Regions from separate parts of the Mus musculus genome. Here region 2 is linked to region 1. Evidence: chromatin contacts called from public Hi-C data. All regions are on one chromosome and are shown on one strand. The core of a region is the stretch at or near the end of the contact, and the rest is flanking DNA. Distances in the headings are between cores, read along the strand shown.

The links. Hi-C and Micro-C count contacts between places; a contact is called where the count stands out from the background.
Region 2: a Hi-C map of the G1E-ER4 cell line shows a contact between it and region 1, with 3 times the contacts expected there. The contact joins the enhancer-like site here to the promoter of Aldh8a1 in region 1. A contact is called at or near these places in 7 of 39 promoter capture datasets (embryonic stem cells, liver and stem cell-derived epiblast-like cells), 5 of 484 Hi-C or Micro-C datasets (the G1E-ER4 cell line, embryonic fibroblasts and liver) and 1 of 9 other capture datasets (embryonic stem cells).

What each region holds. Positions count from the first base shown.
Region 1 is chr10:21,374,969-21,379,233 of GRCm38.p6, forward strand. Aldh8a1 (aldehyde dehydrogenase 8 family, member A1) reads left to right here and starts at 2,332. Exons shown (of 7, transcript NM_178713.4): 1 at 2,332-2,510. The coding sequence starts at 2,373.
Region 2 is chr10:21,257,986-21,262,250 of GRCm38.p6, forward strand. No RefSeq gene overlaps it. Among named protein-coding and RNA genes, the nearest start is that of Gm33728, 7.9 kb to the left of the region's middle. Within about 2 kb of position 2,441, at least 14 of the 459 cell types and tissues checked have an H3K27ac peak or open chromatin away from gene starts, as enhancers often do. A contact at or near this core is called in the G1E-ER4 cell line and liver, where this site is marked.

The DNA of each region.
Region 1 (4,265 bases), core at 1,082-3,581:
GTGGGGTGGAGTCCAGACAAGAACCAGGAGCCTGGGGTATTGCCTATGATGCCACACACCTGTCTGCAGGGGGCTGTGGGAGACTGTTATGATCCTAGAAAAGCACCGGTGTTTGAGGAATTTAGTCCCGGAAGGCATCCTTTAAGTCTGCTTTGGATGGCGGAGGGAGAAAATATCATGTTAATTATGCATCCAGGATAGGCAGTAACAGTTTGTCTATAAAAGGAAACTGGTTGTCAATTAAGGACTGAAGGATGGTAATCAGCATAGTTGATTTGACCTGTGGACGTAGATTAGATGACTTTTGAACCTTAAAGGAAATGTAAAGTGAGTTGAATAATTTTTTGGTAACACATGAATGCTAGGGAGAAAAACAAACATTTAAATAAAGAAGAGAGAAAATTGTGGGTTGAAAAGCACAAACATTGTTACAGGTGTTCCTGTTAGGAGAACTTCTAAGCATTTAAACAAACCCTGAAAACCTTTGGCTTCAGGTGTGTTTTTTCTTTGGTGGGCTTAGGTGGAGGGGCGAGGGGCCTGCTCTGCCATGAGGTGGTTGTGTGCTCTGGCAGATGGGTTCCTGTTTTCCCCATTTGTTTTTTCTTGGAAAGCAGAAGGAGATGAAATTCCAATCTTAAAGAAAAGCTCAAAGGAACAAGCACAGAAGTTTCATAGGGCCGTAAGGGACAGAGGGAGTGGGAGGCAGCCCCCGTAGTTCTGTTCTGTTTCTAGCCGGAAGCAGTGGTAGCCTGCTGGCCAGTGTGAGAGGGTGAATTCTGCCTTTTGGCCTGCAGGGACCTTAGGGAATGGCGTGTTGGCTGGCAGGCCGAGGAAACAGAGTTCAGGGCAGGTGCTGCCATTGGAGGAGTCAGCTCCATAGGAGCCCTGTTGTGGGGCTGGGGGACGGACAGAGAGTAGAGGCAAGATTTGGAGAGTGTAGCTCAGAGTCAAAGGAGGAGGGGGAAGAAGCTGGCCAGGAGGGAGGGAGAGAGGGAGGGAGGGAAAGACAGAGACAGGGAGGGAGGAGATTCATGGTCAGTAAGAAATTGAAGATGCTCTCTTTACATTTTAAACATTCTACAAGGTAGAAATACAGAGAATGGAAACACAGCAATACAGCAGCCAAAACATTTCCACAACTGGTGAAAGACAAAGCCAGTGGTAGAAAAGCAGCCTCTTCCAGTCACGGTTAAGAACAAATTCTCACCAAATGCACTGTGGTGAAAATGGGACGCCAAAGACGACAGACAGCCGTCAGTAGGTGGAGACGTGAAGTACAGGAAGGATGGGGAGATAGCAACATGGAGAACAGAAGGAACAAGACCTTCAGAGGGTTACTTGCAAAATACAAAACAAGCGCTATGATGCACAAGAGAGTTTGGTTATCCATGGAGCCTCAGCAGAGTGAACGGTGGTGTGTCCTGTCCTCTCAGAGGCCATGTGCTGGTCTGTTCAGCTGTGACAGAATAACTGAAAATCGATCACTTGAGAGAACCTGAATTCTTGTTGTTCTGGAGACTGGGAAGCCCATGATGTTGGTGTGAGGAGATTGTGTATGGTAAATATCCCCTGCCTCTGCCACTTCCTCACCAGGCAGGGCAGCTGTGCTCCTGCGGCAGAAGGCACAAATGACCCATAGCCTGTTTCGAAGGCACCACCGAGGCCGTGAGCAGCACCTTAACTCCAGGAGTGCCCACTTAAACACTGCCACTGGAGGGTTAAACGTGCCCGAATTCTGAGCGTTCAAACCACGGCATTGCCGGGTAGTGAAGACGGCTCCCTTGCTCCTGTGGCCAGTCCCTACAGGGACATGGATGCATCCTCCTGAGATGGACTCACAGGCTGTTAGGTGTAAATGTAGCTAAAGTTTCTTCTCATTTCCTGTCAGTACTTGAGTGTTCATGTGTGACCTTGGCCACATTGTGTAACCTTCCAGAGGCTCAATGCCTTCCCTAGAAAGGAGGAAGTAAGGATTGCTGCATGGGACAATATTCTGTGGAGCCAATTTTCTTTATGCTTTGCACTTCGTGTTTAAACAGTGGGCACTTATGGTGCAGTGCCGATAAAATCATCTCACACACACACACACACACACACACACACACAGTTGATATGAAAGGACAATCTGAAGACATTGTACATATGTAACTTGATGTTAGTTTAATGCAGTGCCCATTTCTCAGAATGGACCATGAGTTGCCTTCAAGAACCATCCGAGTTTGGAATCAGGAAAGTTCTGAAGCGCAGCGGGTCTCCTCCTCCCAGGTTCGGATATGCAAATGAGGACACTGGGCCTGGGGGTGAGATGAGGGTGTCCAAAGTCCTGAGGGCAGTCACAGAGGGCTGCTGTACACAGAGGGCACTTTCCTAACATGGCTGGAAAAAGGGAACTTTTGATGTTGGAGAACTTTATAGGTGGGAAGTTTTTACCCTGTAACTCATATATAGATTCTTACGATCCATCAACAGGGGAAGTTTATTGCAAAGTTCCAAACAGTGGGAAAGAAGAGGTAAGTCTATTCACTTGGGAAACTAAAACGTATTTACTGTGTTGACAAATTGTAGACAACCATTTTCTAAAACTAAAGGGGAGAGGATGAAGGAAAATGTAGCATTTTATAAGGTAGTTTATCATATGAATGGACTGGTCTGAGCTGGAATGGCTCTGAGTTTACTATGTTCAAGAGAAAGTTGTTAGCTGTGGGAACAGTGGTTTTAATGTTTGTAATTCTCAGACAGATTGTAATAGTTATAGAGAACTCTTACGATATGAAATGCATCCTTCTCTCTACAAAGTGCCCACTGGCTCCATGGGTTTATAAAAATAAATCTTGAAAACTTAAATTGGGAACAAAACAAAAGCCCAGTACTTTATTTTAGACCATCATCTGATAGTTCCTCATATCTCTGAGAATACCCAGTCTAATAAAGCCAGTTATTTGAGTAATGAAGCTGAAAATTAAACTCTCATGTCATTTCATTAAACTTAACAACTTAAAAAATGAGGGTTCATGTCCCTTTCTCTTTCCTTTTTCTTTCTTTTCTAGTTATGAAGAATTAAGTCACTTGGGGAATTTTGTAAAATGCTTGAGATATATTTAATGTTATGAATTATTGCACTGAGAATAAAAAATGTTTGGTGTGCTGAGTGACTGATGTGTGTGTGGTTACCAAATGCAAACCGCCCATTGTTTATTCTTTTCAAGGCACAAACAACTCGATTATAATATAATTCCAATCTTCCTATATAAATATATCTTATATGCCAAGTTTTTTCTTCAAAAATTCAACTTTTTTTCTTCACTGGTAAATTTTAAATCTGTCTTCTAGAGGAAAAAAACAACTTTAGACTCTGTACTAAAGTTTAAGAATATTGGGTAACTTGTTAGTTACATTGTAACCAGCAATTTTGCTTGCTTCCAATGACCCAAACTGCATGAGACCAAGGCTTCTCTTCTCCATCTCCTGGTGTTTCCAAAGTGAGGAGATGCAGGTGGAGTGTGGTACCGGCTGGCACTTCTTCAGGAAATAGAATAAAACATATTTGCTTTTGCTTTTCCAGTAATATGTATGTTTTATTTTCTCAGCAATCCAGTTTGCAAATATTTTGGGTTCCACAAAAGCTGTGTCTTTGTTGATTTTACAAGATATGTGCCGAATTTTGGGCCTGTGTGAGTGTGTGTGTGTGTGTGTGTGTGCGTGCTTGCTCGAGCGCGCTTGCTTGCATGCAGTGCAAACTGAGATAGTACAACCTGTAGACTTAATCTGAACCATACAGGAGGGCAGAAAAGCACTCAGATGCATTCTGAGTGCATCACGTTTTGGCCACAAGAGGGCATCTGCTTATTTACCCTGGGAGCCCCACACTCCCGTTCCAACAGAAGCCTCTATCATGGGTAGGGCGAGGAAACTTATGCTATAACAGTGGTTCTCAGCCTGTGGGTCAAGACTCTGATGGAGGTCAAAAAGATCTTTTCACAGGGGTTCAGCACTTGGGGTGTAGAGTTAGGAGATGAGCTAGTCACTTCAAGTGCCAGGGACAGCCGTAGGACGTGATCACACAGTGAAGACTTGACTTTATAAACTGTCAGCTCTTAATTAAGAGCTTTGGAAGTTTGACACATCTAGACAACTTTCCTATCCCACACTAGATAAAAAAACAATATGTTCTTTGGGAAATGATTGAGAATTCTCCTCTTTTAAAATTAAAATCACTCTTTCCAAATTACTTGAAGGCTGCATTTTAGATGCCTTGGTAAAGATTG
Region 2 (4,265 bases), core at 1,191-3,690, 120 kb before region 1:
GTGTGTGTGTGTATGTGTGTGTGTATGTGTACGTGTATGAATGTGTGGTGTGTGTGTGTGATGTGTGTGTGTGTGTGTGTGTGTGGTGTGTATGTGTGGTGTGTATGTGTGGTGTGTATGTGTGGTGTGTGTGTGTGGTATGTGGTGTGTGTGGTATGCGTGTGTATGTGTACATGTGTGAATGTGTGTGTGTGGTGTGGGGGGTGTGTGTGTGGGGATGTGTGTGTAGTGTGTGTGGTATGGTATGTGATGTGTGTGATGTGTGTGGTATGTGGTGTGTGTGTATGTGTACATGTGTGAATGTGTGTATGTGTGTGTGTGGTATGTGGTGTGTGTGTATGTGTACATGTGTGAATGTGTGTGTGTGGGGTGTGTGTGTGTGTGTGTGTGTGTGTGTGTGTATCCTTGTGCCTGAACCATACTTTCAACTCCCAGGCATAGTTTTTTTTCCATGTAAATTTTATGCCACACAAATCTTCCATGTTTCAAATTAATAACATTTAAAAAATCTTCAAAACAATTTTAAACAAAACTCATTATTTCTTCTCTCTAGTGTTTTGCAAACTTTGTTTTCCAATTTAAAAATAATAGCTTAAATAAATAAATAAAGGCAGGCAGTGATGGCAGACATCTTTAATCCGACCACTCAGGAGGCAGAGGCAGGCGGAACTGAGTTCGAGGACAGCCTGGTCTACACGGTTTCAGGACAGGCAGAGCTATACAGAGAAACTCTGTCTAAAAAAAACCTCACCAAACAAACAAAGCCACCAGCCACTCTTACTGTGCACAGGCATCCTGAAGACCATGTCGCAAAGCTTACAAACATTTCTCCACAGAAAGCACTGCTGTTCGCAGCAAATGTGTCATGCTTAGTTTATACTTAGAGTGTAAATAATTAGACAGGCAGAAATATTGACCAGGTGGGCCACTTACATATATTCACATATTGATCTAAAACATACTACTGTGAATCACAGTAGCAAGAATATACTGCAGTATTGCAGGGTGCTCTTGAGCATATGTAGTGGTGGTTTTCAAGGCATTTAAAAGCACTCTGCACTTGACACCACTTGTGTGCATCTGAGGCATGATTAGACGATTAATGTTCGTTAGTATCAATAAAACTTCTAAAGATTCTAACTACAAGGAGTATCCATAAAGCAGTATTTAATTTAATTTAAGATAAAAGGTTTTAAGTGAAATTTATGGATAGAATCTGGTGACCCAATTTCTCTTCTGTTTTAGACACCTCATTTTTTTTTAAGTAGCAAAACATAAGTTGAATTGTTGATTTTTCATAGTTCCACACTCAAGAGGTGAATGACCCTAAAGGGATTCGGTGAACATCATTAAATTACTTTCAATATTTGTGATTTGTGTTTTCCACATGTGACACAGCTTGCAATGCCTAGTTGAATCATCATATAGTTTAAACAAACCATTTTTTCTATCAGGGGTATATATTATTGTATTATTAGTGAGTACATACAGATGTTTCAGAATCACACTCAAGAGTTTATATTATAATCAGAAACTATCAATAGCTAGTTAATGAACAACCTGATGATATCAAAATGTAACCTCTAGGTTACAGATCAGTATTAAAACGCCTGCTTTACATGCACAGGATAAAGCCCCAGGTTCAATCCCTAGTAAAACAACAACAACAACAACAACAAAACACACACACACACACACACACACACACACACACACGCACACCAATGAGGGAAGGATCTAGTATTTGTGGAAGAACATGTCTTCTAAACTATGTCTCTAACCCTGACACACTGGCTTTATCTCACTGGGTGGGAACTGTCACTATGTGCAACAAACTTTCATCATCGTGTGGTGACAATTTCTGTATCTCTGTGATAGCAGGGATAGTCTATTGTACAGCTGGTGACCCATCTTGACTTATGAGACTTTGAACTCTGTAACAATCCATGTGGAAATGGTGCCTTCACCCTGTTTAGAGTTGTCTTTTCTTAAGCTAGCAATTAAAAATTAGGGGTAACTTTTTTTCTCTTCATTCTTTCTGGGTTGGTACTTAGTGGCATATATCTCTGTTTTGAGCTCCTGGGCATTGGGAAGGAGACAGAGAGACAGAGGCTAAGGAAGAGAAAGAGGAGAGGGGAAGGGAGAAGAAAGAGGACTGGAGAGAAGAGAAGTAAGGGGTTGGAGAGAAGAGAAGGAGAGAAGGCAGAGCGGGAGAGGAAGAAAGGACCCTGACAGACCAGGAAGAAAACACTATAATAGTGGCTGTAATCACTGATGAACATGGGTTTTATTGGCCATCTCATAAGCACAGTAAACACGTTTTGTTTTGTTTTGTTTTGTTTTGTTTTGTTTTAAGCTATTTCTGAGTCCCCGCAGTAAGTACAGTCCAAGATGAAGCTGAGCTCATGGCACATGTGCCCAACCAGGTAGGCAGCACTTCTGCCTTAGGTCTGAGTTCCAGTTCCCTTGGGCTCCGGGGACCTGTAGCAGCTAGGCAGGGCCTCTGCTCTGAGACTGAGCCCCAGCTTTGCTAGGCTTTGAGGTTCTGACCAGCTCAGCTTTTGGGTGGTGGTTTCCTGTTGCAGGACATTTGATCACATTGTGAACCCTGGATTGTGAACTGGAAAAAAATGTGTTTCTTGTTGTGGTGTGTCTCAGCCCTAGCATACACCTATAGCCCAAGAGCTTTCTGTAAAGAAGAGCTAAATAAAGTTAACTATAGGTTAAGAGGCAGAGCAAGCAACGGTTGACAGAGAGTGAACATAAGAAAATCCAGGATAGAGGGAGGAGTGTCTTTGAGTTGGAGGGTATTTAAGATAGCATGGAAAAGAAGGAGAGGGAACATTTTCCTTTCGGGATGCTGGTGGAGTAGGAAGGTCAGCTGGGTGTTTTCTCTGCTTCTCTGAGCTAGCAGGCTTTTATCACAGTATCTGGCTCCTATATCTTCATTTTGGTGAATTGAATGTTTGGGATTTTGTTTTTAAAATAACAGTTTCTGGGACTACTCTCCTCTGTGTGGCTTCCATGTTCTATTTTGATTTTTTGAAACTTCTTGACTATCTGACGAGTTTCTTATTTACTGTATTAATAGTTTTCAATGATGGACCCCTTTGTTTCCTGGGTGAGCTCTCATGGTGCCAATGTGGAGCCATAATTAAATTGGCTCCAGGAAGGCATGGAAAGGTAGAAAAAATTTCCTGTCTGCAAGGCGAGAATTTGGTGGACATAGAAAATAAACAAGAGCTTGATGGGGGCTTTGTTTGCCTTCAAACTCAGTGCCTAGGAGGAAGAAACAGACAGATCTCTGTGAGTTTATATAGTGAATCCCAGGCCAACCAGAGGTATGTAGTGTGACCCTGTTAAAGAAAGAAGGAAAGAAGAAAGGAAGGAAGGAAGGAAGGAAGGAAGGAAGGAAGGAAGGAAGGAAGGAAGGAAGGAATAAATGGTGGGTGGGTTACGTTCTTAGATTTCTTAACAAACCTATGCTTGCTCTGCCTCCTCCTTTTACTCGTTCCTGTGTTCGTGGTGGGACAATGAATTTGAAAGCTATTGGTTCAGGGTGACTTTGGTGACCAGCTCCCCAGGTTGAGTCCAGTAAGAGCTGAGAGAGACCCTGTTCACACTCCAAGAACACACATCACTAGAAACCAAAATAAAGTCAAGTTTAATCTTTAAATTGTCATGATTTTTGTCTCCTGATATACTAAAGGAAAAAAAGGAAAGGTAATTCTATTTCTATATCTTAATCAAATACAAGTTTGAAATGAAAAATAAATATAAATTGATGGACAATTACATATTAAGGGTAAAGTTGCTAACTCATTCTATATAACTAAAGGACAAATTCAGGTTTCAGAGATAATAAAAACCCCTGAGCAATCTGTCAGATAACTGAATAGTCCTTTGTTTGGCCCTGTGTGCTTTCTAGTGTAGGGCGATGTTTCTGGTGTGTAGGTGAGTTTGAGACAGGTGTTTCCAGGTTTTGGGCCTCTGATCCAAAGAGTTGAAAACAGGGCTCAGAAGGCTTTACAAAAGAAACAAAAGAAGTACTCAGAGCAAAGTAATGGATTACAGATAGATACACTATGAAGGCTGACAGTGTGCAACAAGAGGATTTTAAGAGTATTTAAGAGCCCCAGGTATTGTTCGGGGCTTCCATTTATAAGGTTGAAAAGGAGGGATGTTACTAAGGGAGTAGTCTGGGTCAACCTCTGTTTTGGTTAATGGATTAATCATTTATTCATTTTTTTCTACTGTACACGTCC